2 separate regions of the Danio rerio genome follow, and region 2 is linked to region 1. The links are chromatin contacts, called in public HiCAR-type maps. All regions are on one chromosome and are shown on one strand. Each heading gives the region's core, a stretch centred on a gene start, on an enhancer-like site or on the middle of the called end of the contact. The rest is flanking DNA. Distances are from core to core; before and after follow the strand shown. Region 1 has its middle 100 kb from the start of zgc:162730. Region 2 has its middle 27 kb from the start of zgc:162730.

Region 1 (2,700 bases), core at 74-2,573:
AGGGCCCTGCGTTTCTTGGAGGGCCCCATGAAAGCTGCTCTTGAATGCTTATTTTAAACATAAGCGTAAGGACAAGTGCGTTTAAATCATAAACAATGCTCATTGTGCAATGCACAAAACCCCATCAAACATGAAACAATTCACAACGACGGTGAGGAAAAAAAAAGTTTCATTTAAATATTAGCTCTGTTAATATTCATACATGACAAATCTGAGAATGATAATGAATACACAAGTATTAATAAAAGCTGAAAATATTAGAAATATACCCAGCAGCACTACATTCTATCTTACATAACACCGCACGCAATCACCTACTGGGTGAACTAGAATGACGTAACTTATTCTACATAGATTCCACATATCTCTCCAAATTGCTCATGTTCGATATAAACCCGAAAAATCTTAAGTAATATAACATCACAAGTGTCATTGCCATTTGCAATCTAATCTGTAATGAAATGGCATCCAAACTGCATCTTTCCGAAGATTTCTGAATAAAAGAAGAAAAGAAAAGCAGAAGAAAAAAGTAAGCTCAAAGTAATGTTCTGCTATCCATAATACATTATTTAGTAGTACTTTGCAATACTTACAAACTTATTTGTTTAAATATGAGTAAATATTTTTTCATATGTATTATAGGTTAAATATGTTACAGTTTATTAAAATGTATACATCTAAATATTATAATTTTTTTTTTTTTTTTTTGTGTGTGCTTTCTTACTGTTTTTACACCAATGGGCCCAATTTTTTTATCGAGCATAGGGCCCCTCAACCCTACATGCCAGCACTGACTATGGTTATTTATTAAACTCTTTGTTTCAAACAAACAAACAAACAAACAAACAAACAATAAATAAATAAATAAATAAATAAATAAATAAAAATAATAATAAAAATAAACAATACATTTTGTACAATATATTTTTTATGTTTTTTTTTATTTTTCACTGAATGACTTTTTCCTACTGAATGATTCTTCTTTGGAGATAAACATCGAGTAAGGAACAAAACTAGCAGTGTTATGTTTCATTTGAGCCATGTTGGTTGTTTAGTGAATATCCACGTGGTTTACTAGTACACCTGTAGCTTCCAGTGAGTGTGCCCACATTACCGTAAAGTAGGAGGAAAACAGCAGCAGCAGCTAAGATGATGAATTCACATGTGAAACCTCTGACCTCTGAGATCCTGACACACTTCAAACTCTTCAACCACACACGCTGGGAATAATTAATAAACAGAGAAAGGCGAGGTGTGAGTCACACACGCAAAACTTAACTCTTTGAGCTCTTCCTGGCAGCTGTTCAAGGGTAAAGCCCTACAAAGCTGCTACTATTTCCTTCACGGGCTTGACATGGACTGATGAGGAAACACGTTTTTCGGTAAGATGGGAATCCACTCCACTATATCCACTTGAACTACAGTCACGACTGATTTATGTGTGTTTTTGTGTGTGTGTGTGTGTGTGTGAAAGTGCATATTAAAGCAGAATTTATATTTATACCTTTCATTCTAGATCTCTTAGAGGTGAAACTGCAGCTATAGCGCCATCTTGTGACTCCATAAGCAAAAGTCAACCGTTTTCATACATAGAAATACAAAGAAAAAAATTGTAGGCACCAACCAACATGAATAAATAAATAAATAAATAAATAAATAAATAAATAAATAAATAAATAAATAAATAAATAAATAAATAAATAAATAAAAACAAAACAAAACAAAACAAAACAAAACAAAACAAAACTACAAACAAACAAATAAATAAAGAAAGAAAGATTACTGACAATACTAGCTATTTAATGAGAATTTTCATTTCTGAAGGATCACATGACAACGAAGTAAGAATTCTTTAAGAGTTATTATATCCTGTTAGTTTCAAATTTATCATAATTTTCTATACAGTGTAACATTGTTTAAAATATGTTTAACAATATTACTAAGAACATTATATTTATTGTAGTAGAGTATTAATGTGGCTACACCGTGGCGCAGTAGGTTGTGCTGTCCCCTCACAGCAAGAAGGTCGCTGGTTCGAGCCTCGGCTGGGTCAGTTGGCATTTCTGTGTGGAGTTTGTGTGTTCTCCCTGCACTCACGTAGGTTTCCTCCGGGTGCTCAGGTTTCCCCCACAGTCCAAAGACATGCGGTAAAGGTGAATTTTGTAAGCTAAATTGTCCCTTGTGTATGAGTGTGTGTAGATGTTTCCCAGAGATGGGTTGCAGCTGGAAGGGTATCCGCTGAGTAAAACATGTGCTGGATAAGTTGGTGGTTCATTCCGCTGTGGCGACCCCAGATTAATAAAGTGACTAAGCCGAAAAGAAAATGAATGAATGAGTAATAATGTTATAGTATAGTAGTATTATCACTATTATACCATTTGTTGTAAGTATATTGTAAATAATTATTATTTTTAAATGATATTTAGGAGATAAATTCATTTAATGAATTCATTTAGTATTATTTTTTATTATCCAAATTCATCCCGTTTTCAGGCACCGCAACGTGACTTAGAAGTGTGGTTTCCCCGCCCACCAATTTGATTGACAGCTGCATATTAACATGTCTCTGCAGTAACGTGTATAATACTATCAACAAGACAGGACGTGCGCAAAGCAATAAGGATTCAAAAATCTGTTGATCTCTCTGTGATCATCAATCACATTAAATCTGATCAAGAATGAGTTTAAGTTTAAAGCGTT
Region 2 (2,885 bases), core at 382-2,881, 130 kb before region 1:
GGGTGTCAAAATTAATTGTTTCTTCTGTGCACCGCGATGCAGATGGGGACAATTCTATATGGGTTCAGTAATAGATCAAAACTGGTTATTACGTATTGACGTCATTTATCTCCTATGTGCGATGTAGCAGTAGAATACTATGGCGAAGCAGGCGATGGCAAGTAAATAAAACTCTCCTAATACTTAAAAGGTGGATAATTATGAACAATTCAACTGCATGTGAGTTTGAAGGAAAGTCTTTCGTTGACACTGAAGAAAGCACAGCACACAAGCCGCTATTTTACTACTAGGGAGAGATGCTGTAAAACTCCATCTCTGCCTCTCTCTCTCTCACACATTAGACATTTGACCCGCTGCGCTGGCCTGTTTGTGAGGTAATTTTAACCTCTCCTCTTGGCCGTTAAAGAGATACTTGTGGATCCAGACACAAGCGTGTCTGAGGTGCGAGTTTTCTTCACTGTGTCTATTATGTGATACCTGTAATAACTGCATATTATGCACATATAGACTGTAATCATGACTGTTCTTCTTGTGTGACTCATCGGTGAACAGCGCTTTCATTTCTAAAGCCAAGTGCAGCCCTTTTTGTTGAGCGGGTGAAGACAATGACGAATTATAGGGGTGTAAAATAGCGTTCAAAAAGGAAGCGGGATAATATTTACATTAGTTTATTTTCTATAAATGCTCCTGTTGTCTTCTGTGCATGTAGTGGAGTTTTGTTTAAAAAAATGTGTTTTCTTTGAGCTGGTAAAATTAAAGATACAGTTCTATATCTGACAGCTTGTATTAAAAGACAGTGTTGTATTACAAATAATATATCCATTTTAATATATTTATAGATTTTAATAAAAAAATTATTGTGTTGTGATAAAAAAATCTACTTATGTATGGAAAGCATCGTCAATGCACTGTGATGCACCAAGATATTGAAGTGAACCAAATAGATAGCATGATAATAGTAACCGAGCCGAACCGTAGCGTGAGACCAGTGTAGGTTCACACCCCTAACATATAGTTTAAATACATGGTAAATCTGTTTAGTTCTTTTTTCACATTGAGTCCAATACATTTAAGTTTTTTTGTTCAGTGTATTTTAATAGGCAACATTAGGATTTAAATAAATATATATCTTTTTCAAACAAACTATTAAACTGCATTAAATAGCATGCTTTAAAATAGTTTAGAACATTGTAACAAATAGCCTACCCAATTCAAAGCATCGACTGGATTATTTACTTAACTTGTAAGCACTTAATGCTCATTCTATCTATTTAAAACCACTTCTGTACAGTTAATGTCACCAAAACAGGAAGCCTCATCTTTAACCCACATATTTCTTTGTACGGCTGCGTGCCTATTCAGCTTTTACCATAGCAACACAATCGTAAGTATAGATTTTTTAAAGTAAACACCATTTTGCATTTGCGTAACCCTTCCTCAGGCACCACACACAATCAAAGTGACCAAAAGTTCGCTGAGAAGTCAAAAACCGATCCCAGAAAGAATTGACCGGCTTCTGAGAAATTGTGCAAGCAAATGGTGCAAGCGCTAGCATGCTGCCTAGCAATAATGAGCTCCGTGTTTTGACTAGCGGTCTGTCTGCGTAAACAGAGCTGGAGTAAACAGAGTGGAGGAAGTGCAGTGTGACCTCACACCTGATGAGAACACAGACGCACTTCTGACATCAACAAAAGACACTGTGGTGGAGGAAAACCCACTTCTGGACACCAATTTGGGGCAATGCTAATCTTACTATGACTTTGTACTCTATATAAAGGTGAAACCTAGTTTAACAGAAAATGCCAGTTTTGTCTGGGCAGGTTTGTATGATATGGGTTTGCCAGTAACATGTGCTGATTAAGCAAGTGATCTGAAATTCCCTAGATATGTGGGTGATTATAATTGCAGGCATATTTGGCATTTCGACACCTAAGGAAAACATATAATTTCTTCATGAGCAGCTATTTCCAGTATTTTATTGAAAGCATGTTCACTTTTAATAATCCAGTGCTTGCCAAACATAGGTTATTTTGACAAACACATCATCATGCCACCATATTACTCCTGTACTTCAGCAACTACACTGGCTTTCTATTGTCACAGATTGATTTTCACAGATTTATTCGGCATCGGGACCCTGTATCAGTCACGTTGTAAACACAAGACTATCAGCGTTAGGAATGTCACTTCTCTGGGCTATTTTAAGAAACTCACCTTTTTAGCATTGTTTTTAACTTAAGATGATTATTTTTGTTAATTTATTATTGTTATGGTTTATATTTTTATTGTTTATGTTTCTGCTATTGTTTGACTCTAAGAAAAGTGCATTACGAAAACAATTTATTATTATTATTATTACTATTATTATTGAATTTTATTTACTTTTTTATGGAAGGATTGGGTAATGTGTAAAAATTACAGTAAATCATATGGCAAGAAAAAAATTCTATTAGATAAACCAGCAATGCTCATTCTGAAAATGTAGCCCTATATACATTCCTAGAGATCGTGAATTATGTATCCAGACATACATAACGGCGTGTGACGTCATTCCTTTTTGTACTTGCCAGCTGACCGCTTGCTACCACATGGACAACCTTTTCCCACTTTTTCCCACCGGTGGACTTGAGATGCAGAACAGAGTTAACAATGATTGCAGGGTTCGAGTTCGACGAAGAATTGTTCCAAACAGCTGATGGGACTGTTGGTTGGGTTTTGGGAAGATGGTGGGCACTGGTCAATCGGTTCTTTTGAAAACACTATTGGTTGGGTTTCGGCAAAGAACATCGAATCACCAAGAAGCGATACTCCAGTGCGATTTGGTAAACAGCCACTAGATGCCGCAGTGGCCATTTTGGAATGAAAATTTCAATAGAACAACAACA

Evidence for each region. HiCAR-type assays count read pairs that join an accessible place to other places.
Region 2: a HiCAR-type map of caudal fin shows a contact between it and region 1, with 4 times the contacts expected there. The contact joins two enhancer-like sites. A contact is called at or near these places in 6 of 18 Hi-C or Micro-C datasets (caudal fin, embryo, hematopoietic stem cells and 2 more) and 1 of 4 datasets of contacts at active chromatin or transcription factors (caudal fin).

The regions. Positions count from the first base shown.
Region 1 is chr15:15,908,929-15,911,628 of GRCz12tu, reverse strand. No RefSeq gene overlaps it. Among named protein-coding and RNA genes, the nearest start is that of zgc:162730, 100 kb to the left of the region's middle. Within about 2 kb of position 1,323, at least 25 of the 62 cell types and tissues checked have an H3K27ac peak or open chromatin away from gene starts, as enhancers often do. A contact at or near this core is called in caudal fin and skeletal muscle, where this site is marked.
Region 2 is chr15:16,039,322-16,042,206 of GRCz12tu, reverse strand. No RefSeq gene overlaps it. Among named protein-coding and RNA genes, the nearest start is that of zgc:162730, 27 kb to the right of the region's middle. Within about 2 kb of position 1,631, at least 24 of the 62 cell types and tissues checked have an H3K27ac peak or open chromatin away from gene starts, as enhancers often do. A contact at or near this core is called in caudal fin and skeletal muscle, where this site is marked.